Linked DNA regions of Rattus norvegicus: region 1 is linked to region 2. Evidence: chromatin contacts called from public Hi-C data. All regions are on one chromosome and are shown on one strand. The core of a region is the stretch at or near the end of the contact, and the rest is flanking DNA. Distances in the headings are between cores, read along the strand shown.

Region 1 (4,527 bases), core at 847-3,346, 84 kb after region 2:
CATCCCTTTAATGTATATACAAGTATAAATAAATGCATATGTGATTTAATTTCATAAAAATAAATTTTAAAACACATTGCATATAAAATAATACATAGAGTATGTGTACGAATATATTCTAAGCACATGTTTATCTATTTTGATGTCTACAGAAGTGTGTGTATGTGACTGCTCATGTAAATCTGTTTTGTAGATATTTTTCTATGTCCTATAGTTATGTCAGTATAGCTCATTCCTTGGCATCATAAATTATTTGCTCATTTGTTGATAGTATTCCGGGATCCCTTCAGTAAAGAAAAACACAATGACACACATGTATCTTCTTCCCACTAGAGTCACTGAGTTTTGTAACACAGTATCTTTTGGTTTCTCACAATCCATACACTGAGGGAAGAGGAATAGGGCGAGCTTCTCTTGCTTTGTGTCATCCTTCCTCAGGCACACAGAAGTAGCAGCGGCCAGCCCAGCTTTGCAAGAAAACCCTTTTCCCTTTGCAGCCCAGAGGAAGTGAGTGTGCAGGGTGCTCTAACAGAAGTCTCATGGCTTCGTAGCACAGAAGGAAGAGTCTCTCCCTTCTGCTGGATAGCCACAACGAGGCTAAGGCCCGGGAAGCCCCCATAAGTGTAGTTTAACTGTACAGTGAACTTTGCGAGCCGCTATAACCACCAGATCCTCGTAGCTGAAATGAGCTCTTGCACTCCTTTGCTTTGCTGACAGCCTGGCTTGGGTCTAACGTCCATACTTCTTCTCAATGCTCACATTTCGGTGTTACTCTTCTCCGTGCCTCTGTCTCCTTCTTTGTTTTCAAATGCATTATTCTGTGCTCCTAACTTTATACTCTTGCTTGGTACGTACCCATGACTGTAAAAAACATAAAAACACTTAGGAAACAAGTGAGCTATAAACAACAAAGATAAATGAGTGCACTGAAAGAAAGAAAGTAAACCCCAGAATCCTGGGGGAAGGGGGGATCTGGATGGCATGCTGTCTTTATTTAGAATATGAAAAATGCTACTGTGCTGCCTTTCAAAAATGGCACTGCAATTTACTTTCCTGCAGTCTGAGCATCGACTCTCAAACATGGATTTGCTTTTCATCCTGGTTGTGGGCACACACACTTAGAATCCCCACATTTAGTGACAACAGCACATAGATTGTGACTTTGAGGCCAGTCTAGGCTACATAGCAAACATCTTTCCTGATCCTGTGATCTTGTGATCCTGTGATGGTGTGTGTGTGTGTGTGTGTGTGTGTGTGTGTGTGTGTGTGTGTGTGTGAATGTGTGTGAATATGTGTGTGAGTGTGTGTGTGTGTGAATGTGTGTGTTAGTGTGTGTGAACATGTGTGTGTGAGAGAGTGTGTGTTTGTGTGAGTGTGTGAATGTGTGTGTGAGTGTGTGTGTGAGAGAGTGTGTGTTTGTGTGAGTGTGTGAATGTGTGTGTGTGAGTGTGTGTGTGAACATGTGTATGTGTATGAGAGAAAAGAGAGATTTTATTTATTAATGTTAAATGTCATCCAAAATCTTATTAAATTTTGCCACTTTAAAAGCACAGATGCACCAATTTGATTTATAATTATTGCAAACAATTTTGAGCATTTTAAGTTTTGTCAATCCTTTTAAGTGTTCTTCTCTAAACTGTCCCTTGGTACTGTTTGTTAATTTTAACCCTGTGACCTCCCTTGTTTTCGTTTTCTTTATCTTATTTTATGGGTACATTTTTAACCAGTATGGATCTTGACTTGGTTTTTTGTGCTTATTACAAATATTTTCCCACAGTCCTTGTTTGGCTTTTCTTTCTCTCTCTTTTTTCCTCTTTTTTATATAAGCTGATTTTTGCCAAATAGAAGTTTGAACTTCCCAATCTGACATGGTTCCCCACACAGTCCGTGGGCCTCCTGTTAAACTTAGAAGGTTCCCTCCACTCCAGGATTGTAAAAATATGGAGTGCATTTATTTAAAGCACGAGATGGCCAAATTCAAACAGGCAACAGTAATGAAATTGACAGGATGCCAAAGCAAACAGCCCAGAGCCCCACTGAGGAATCTGCCTAGCCCACATTTTCCCCTCACACTGTATTTTTCCAGCCTGTAGTTATTTGGCCCGCCTCTAGGCAGCCTTGACTTTCCACTAAGTGCCCCGCCTGCCTCTTTGACTCCTAAGCAGAGAATTGCTTGATTTTTCGGTTTTGCCATCAGTTTTCAAAGACTGTTATCAGCAACAAGTGGCCTCCGGCTACCTGTGTGTCTCTCACGCCAGGGCTTGGAGCAGCAATACTGACTAGATCTTCCTTCATCTGTCTTCGTTTACACTCCCACCCTCCTGCCTCTTCCAGCAAGGGCGCCAAAGCTGTCCCAGCTTGGCCGAGTTCCAATGGGAAAGTTTGATGTTGCAAGCTTTCAAGCTTTTAAAAGCGGCTTGCGTTTCCCCAACTTAGAATCATACAGACTTCCTTGACTTTCTTCTAATTCAATCAAGACAAAGAAAGCAAGCTGAGTTTGCTGCTGCTTGTCTCTAGGGAGGCAGCTCCAGGCGAAGGGCTGATGTAAGAGCCACGGTTCGTGGACTTTATCTGCCCTGCTGCTTCCGGACAGGCTGTAGCTGTAACGCTTTTTCTCTTTCTGCAGGGACATTGTGTTTTCTGCTATAAAGTTTTACTTTTCAGAGGGACTGAAAACTAGCCAACAGCAAGGGTTATCTTAAAAATACTTTTGCCCTGGCAGTCTCCATGCCAGAGCCCCACATCAGTTGTGAGCAATGGCTTAAACACATTCCAATGGAAAAATGCTACGGATACCGTGCAAACGAGGCTCCAAGCCAATCCCTACAACCCTCACGGTACAGCTGACGAACTATACTTTTATCCCTCTAAGGAGACATAGAGGACAGCCCATCTTCTCTCCAACATCCCAGATACCGTGCAACAGGATGGGCAGGGGTTTGAGAGCTTTACCAAAGAGCTGAAGCTTCCCTGAGCAAGGCCGGACAGTTGACAACTGACAGGCATCTCTGAGCTCACACCAGATGGGAAGGAGCTTCCTCTACCCTCCTGCCCTGGTGGAGCACTGATTACTGTGACCCCTTGTTGGTGACTATTAGGGAGCAGGGTCCTACCACCATCATCATTCCTGGAAGCATTAACAAGGTTTCTGAAAGCACGGAGACTGTCAGACTCATGAGCCTTGGTTCTGGATTGTGGGCGCAGGCTGCCTTTTCAGGTGTTTCCTCTCAAACAAACGTATTACATTTAATAATTCAGCAAGTTTTTGTTATGTGGTTGGTTGCCTTATATTTGTATATGTGTATACAAAGGCCAAAGAGGATGTCTGCTGTCCAACTTTTTCAATCTCCACTTGATTCACTGAGCCTGAAGCTATCTGAACTGGACCGTCAAGGCCCCCCAGGAGGGATTGTGGTGTTGCAGGACTGAGGCAGAGGTACAGGCAGGCACACATGTGGCCCTTGTCTGGTTATTCACCTGGGTACTGGGATTTGAACTCAAGTCCTCCTGCTTATGTGGCAAGCACTTTTACCTTCTTGGCTATGTTTCCGGTCATATGGAGGTTTATTTTAATTTAAAAAATTCTTACCTTGAGCTTTCAAATTTGCCAAGAACTATATAAAAGGTGCATTAAGATAATGAGTTGATAGGTCCTTGGCTAATATTAGGAAGTCTTGGCCAAATGTGAGTTGTACGTGTTATTAGGATTGATATTATTTTTGAGAAGAAGAAATAGTTTCAGGGTAAAAATTGTGAGTGAGCATCAAGAGAGAAAGTGGCTATAGAGCCATCCCAGTGGGTGGAACCTAATGTTGAGTGTCCTTCCCCTCCTTCTCCAAATCTCTGTGCAATGGTGTAACTGTGTTTGTGTAAGCACATATGTGTGTGCGTGTCTGTGGAGGTCAGAAGTAGACATCTGATGTCTTTCTCAATCGCTCTCCATCTTCTTTCTTGAGACGGGTCTCTACTGCCTCTGGAATTCACTGGTTCAGCTACTCTGGGTGGCTGACAAGCCTCGGGATCCTCCTTTCTCCCCTCCCCAGCACAGCCTAGGAACTACAGGACCACAGGTGTATACTCAGATGCCCAGCCTTTGAAGTTCCTTCTGGGGATCAGAACTCAGGTCCTCCCCACTGTCATGCAGGAAGGGGCTTACAGGCTGAGCTACCTTTCCCGATGTTTCTTCATTCTTCTACAGGAGACCCTGTAGACTAGGAGTGTGACGACCGTTCCCTCCAGGAGACGTCTAAGATGAAAGGCACACAATTTTAAAATGATTCTAATATATTTACAGGGTTGGAGCATGGGTGATGCAGACAGGTTGAATCATTCAAGGCTGTGTGACAGGGGACAGTGGTTGTCCCTGCAGCTGCAGAGAGAAGACTCACCTTACATTTGTTCACTCCTCACACAGCACCTCATCTTGGCACCAGACAGGTACAGGAGCAGAATGTTCCATGTTTGTTAGAACAACTCCTCAGACAAGGGAGGCATTCAGATGTAGAATTCAGCTCCAAATTTCAGATT
Region 2 (4,655 bases), core at 92-2,591:
AGTTTTGGGCCTCTAACTGGAATTTTTTTCAAGAAGTCAAACATTCATTTGTTTACAAGGAAAATTATAGACGCCATCTCTGACTTTAATTGTATGTGTTCCTCCAGCCTTGGTTAATTTCAACATTAATTTAAATTTAACTGGTCAATAATTAGAGTACGCATTATGTACGCATTATTACAGTCTATGCACTGAGCGTGCACACACACACACACACACACACACACACACACACACACACACCTTTAAACTAGACCTGACTATTCTCTTGTTCCTACAGAACTGCTTAACAGCCTTTCCAGGCGAAGTCATGTGGAAAGCAGCGCCATAGTGTTAGTTAGTTCATGCTCCACTGAGGAATTCCTGGGGAGGAACATGCAGCTGTAGACCAGGGTCCCAGGAGGATGTCAACAGGGTAGAGGACAATCAACAAAGAGAATGCTAATTAAAAATCCAGTTAACCTCCAAACAATAATAAATCAGAAAGTTAGTCAAGCTGGTTGGACTGAATGGGACAGGAGCCAAAGCATCAAATAAGGGTCTGAATCAGATGACCGGAAACAGAGCCAACATGGGAAGTTACCCTGGAAGTCGGGGACATTGCTCTGGCAACATTTTACGCACAGGTTGGTGAAGCCAGCCATAGTAGCATCCAGGCTGGATGGATTCAAGTCATTTGATGGGAAAATAACAGCACTAAGACGGTTTTGCAAGCACTAGTTTGCCAGTGTTGGTCTTGTCTGTCAACTGAAAGAGCTGTACCAACTTCCACGCTCGGAGAATGAAAACATTCACACGCACACGCGTGCGTGCACACATGCACAGACACATGCAATCTGCATTCAGCACCTGAAGTTTTGAGCTAACACTTCTCTTCTATCCAGCCAGACCTCCCTTAAACTTTGCAAATCTATTCTTGGTAAATGTGCTGAAAATATTAATCTGCTCCAGACAACATGTGAGGAGAGTAAACAGCTAAGCCAGAGAGCCAGAGCATATATCCTTCCTCAGCAGTGACAGGTACCCATGAGCCTTCTCTAGGGAGGAAATGAGTGTCTTCATGTCCCTAGATTAATTGCCCGAATATGGGAAAATGCTTGTGCTGTGGGGGTGCTGTACTGTAAAAATCAAATACGCTGACCAGGGTCTAAGACAGAGTAACGTGTGCCAACTTTGTCCAGGGTAGCATAAACTTGCCTTAGCTGTTTCCTGAAGATAGGAGCTGGAATTCTCCTGGGTAAAGCTGACTGAGCTCATAGGTTTCACCCTTGGCCTACTTTGTTTATCTCCAGACCAATGAAGCATTCAGTCTAGACCGTACAGTATTTCAAACGGCTCCTGTCACTTCTTTCCCAAGCATCTGGTTTTCCTCAGCTCCCCCCACCCCCACTTGTGACTCACCCTGTATAGCCTTGCACTAGGATTCAAGAACTTCCGTGAAATGTCCTGTCCTGTGCCTGGGTCACTGAAAACAACTGTGGAAGCCTGGGACCCGACCTCCAAGGTGTCTTATAAAATAATACCAATGAGTATTTTTTTTTCTGTAGATAAAGAATGTGAGACATTTGACTGTGACTCTGTACTTGACTTCAGAGCAGCCAGGAAACAGAACTCCTGCCCTTCTGGGTTCCTCCTGGGAATGTCTCACAGTGGAAACATGAAGGTCCTACCTCATTTACAGTCCTGTAGCTTTCATGCACTTAATACCACAGGACACGCTACTTTTGTTTTTCCTTCTTTTCTTTTTTTTTCTTTTTTTTTTTCCGGAACTGGGGACCGAACCCAGGGCCTTGCGCTTGCTAGGCAAGCGCTCTACCACTGAGCTAAATCCCCAACCCTTTTCCTTATTTTCTAAAATGTTTAAATTCCCACCAGTGAACAAGTCGTCACCGAGATCCATTGATTATCAACAGCATGAATTATTGCGTCCTGCCTCAGCAGAGGTACACACCAAAGCTCTGATATTATAATGTGTGACCATATATGATATCAAGAGAGATAGAAATGGTATTATGATTGATATAGGTGATGATAGTGACAGAGACAGAGAGATAGACATAGACACATACAGACAGATGATAGATAGATGATAGATGACAGATAGATAGATAGATAGATAGATAGATAGATAGATAGATAGGTAGATAGAATCTCCTGGGAATAATCAAGTTTTTATTTTGCACAAATTATGATTGAATCTACTAAAAAACAAATACTAAGATATGATTATCAGGCAAAGGGGGGCATTATACAAATAAGAAAGCTGTTTGTCAACTCCAAAGTGAGCTGAAGAAAAAAAAATCACCCCATGTAAAGGAACATCAAACAACAGGGGATGGATCATGTGTCCCTAGACCTAAATTTTATGTGGCAGACACATTGTTGGTAATGGAGTTTGGATGCTTTAGAAAGAGCTTTGTACTTGGCATTTTAGGAAGGAAGGGCAGAAATTTTTTTCTTTTCTTTTTTTTTTTTCCGGAGCTGAGAACTGAACCCAGGGCCTTGCACTTGCTAGGCAAGCGCTCTACCACTGAGCCAAATCCCCAACCTCAGAAGGGCAGAAATTAAATGTTGAGTATATAGTAAGACCTTGTTCTAGTTCAATACAGCCATCCAAAAGAGATAACCAGCAGCTTCGAGAGATTATGAGCCCAGAACCAGTGTGGTCCTCTTTACTCTCTTAGAGATATACCACACTAGCTCACCATCAAATACAGATACCAGTAAAGATAGTCACAACAGAGGCACTGGAACCCTCAGAGTAAAGATCACATAGGTATTGATGTGCTTAATCTAAACTACAAGACACGGGCAACATAGTTATTCATAAGGATACTGGCAGACTGTGGGAAACAGTCCTAAAGCCCTACTTCTGGATCAGTGACGTTCTGAGCTTATCTCACTAAGGAACAAATAGGGAGATATGGTTGTCAGAGGGAGAAGAGGCATTATACAAATAAGGAAGCTATTGTCTCGATGTGGCCAGCAGGACCATTTCCAGGGAGATGGGAGGTTATGAAAAGGTACTTGGAATTCTACTGAGGGAGACAGGTAATGGGGAATGTGGAGCAGAGTTTCCAGTAAGAGAAAAGCTAGACATGCTGATGACAGGTGAGCATTTTGTCACTCATAAATCATCTCATTATAATTTGTCCTTTGGTTGCACTAGAAAGCACTCATGAGTGTGACAGTCAGTGAATTATTAAGATTTTTTGGTATCCTTGGTATCTTTATTTCACAGAAGAGGAAACATTGTTCTGTAATAAATTAACACAACATTCACTGAGCTATTCATTCTCTCTCTCTCTCTCTCTCTCTCTCTCTCTCTCTCCCTCCTCCTCCCCCTCTCCCTCTCCCTCTCCCTCTCCCTCTCCCTCTCTCTCGCTGTGTTTTCAATGTGCATGTAATTTTTTAACCATTAAATGATGACTGGGACATATTGAGCCCCTAAAGTGAGGATCCTCCTTTTGTGATCTCATTTACACCTGGAAGACTTCAGTGGAATGCCATGAGACAGACAGACCTCTGAATGCCATGAGACAGACCTCTGAATGCCATGAGACAGACAGACCTCTGAATGCCATGAGACAGACCTCTGAATGCCATGAGACAGACAGACCTCTGAATGCCATGAGACAGACAGACCTCTGAATGCCATGAGACAGACAGACCTCTGAATGCCATGAGACAGACCTCTGAATGCCATGAGACAGACAGACCTCTGAATGCCATGAGAAAGACCTCTGAATGCCATGAGACAGACAGACCTCTGAATGCCATGAGACAGACAGACCTCTGAATGCCATGAGACAGACCTCTGAATGCCATGAGACAGACCTCTGAATGCCATGAGACAGACAGACCTCTGAATGCCATGAGACAGACCTCTGAATGCCATGAGACAGACCTCTGAATGCCATGAGACAGACCTCTGAATGCCATGAGACAGACCTCTGAATGCCATGAGACAGACCTCTGAATGCCATGAGACAGACAGACCTCTGAATGCCATGAGACAGACCTCTGAATGCCATGAGACAGACCTCTGAATGCCATGAGACAAACAGACCTCTGAATGCCATGAGACAGACCTCTGAATGCCATGAGACAGACCTCTGAATGCCATGAGACAGACCTCTGCCTGAATAAGTGCTGCTGCCTTCACTTCTCTGTCAGGTTCACTATGAAATGAGTAATGAGCTGGCCTTGTTCAGCCATATCAACAAATCTGTTTGTATCCTGATACATAGCAGGCATTGTGATAGATAATGAAGGTGTAAGGATGGTCCTGGTTCCCAAGACCTTACACATTGAAGGGAGGTCACAAAATGATTCAGTCTTTTGCTAGGGATCTGCATAGAAGGCTATAGAAGCACTTATGAAGGGGCTGTCCTAAGATTTTCATGTGTGGGTGTGACTTATAGCATATGAGACATTCTATAGACAATGTCTGTTACTTAGGAATTGAAAGAAGATTAATAACTAGCTAAGAAGCATTAAGGTCTAGTATAAAGACCTGGGACAGTGGTTTGATTGGTAAAGTTCTTGTCATGAGGGTATGAGGACCCCAGTTCATATCTACCTCCAGTTCAGAAAAAAAAGGATAAATATTTCGTATTAAAGGATGTGTCATACATACTATCAAACCACCTTCT

Evidence for each region. A called contact is a pair of places that touch in the nucleus more often than the background predicts.
Region 1: a Hi-C map of the A7r5 cell line shows a contact between it and region 2, with 1.8 times the contacts expected there. The contact joins two enhancer-like sites.

Annotation. Positions count from the first base shown.
Region 1 is chr18:25,241,390-25,245,916 of GRCr8, forward strand. No RefSeq gene overlaps it. Among named protein-coding and RNA genes, the nearest start is that of Nrep, 76 kb to the right of the region's middle. Within about 2 kb of position 2,097, at least 40 of the 93 cell types and tissues checked have an H3K27ac peak or open chromatin away from gene starts, as enhancers often do. A contact at or near this core is called in the A7r5 cell line, where this site is marked.
Region 2 is chr18:25,158,195-25,162,849 of GRCr8, forward strand. No RefSeq gene overlaps it. Among named protein-coding and RNA genes, the nearest start is that of Stard4, 56 kb to the left of the region's middle. Within about 2 kb of position 1,342, at least 21 of the 93 cell types and tissues checked have an H3K27ac peak or open chromatin away from gene starts, as enhancers often do. A contact at or near this core is called in the A7r5 cell line, where this site is marked.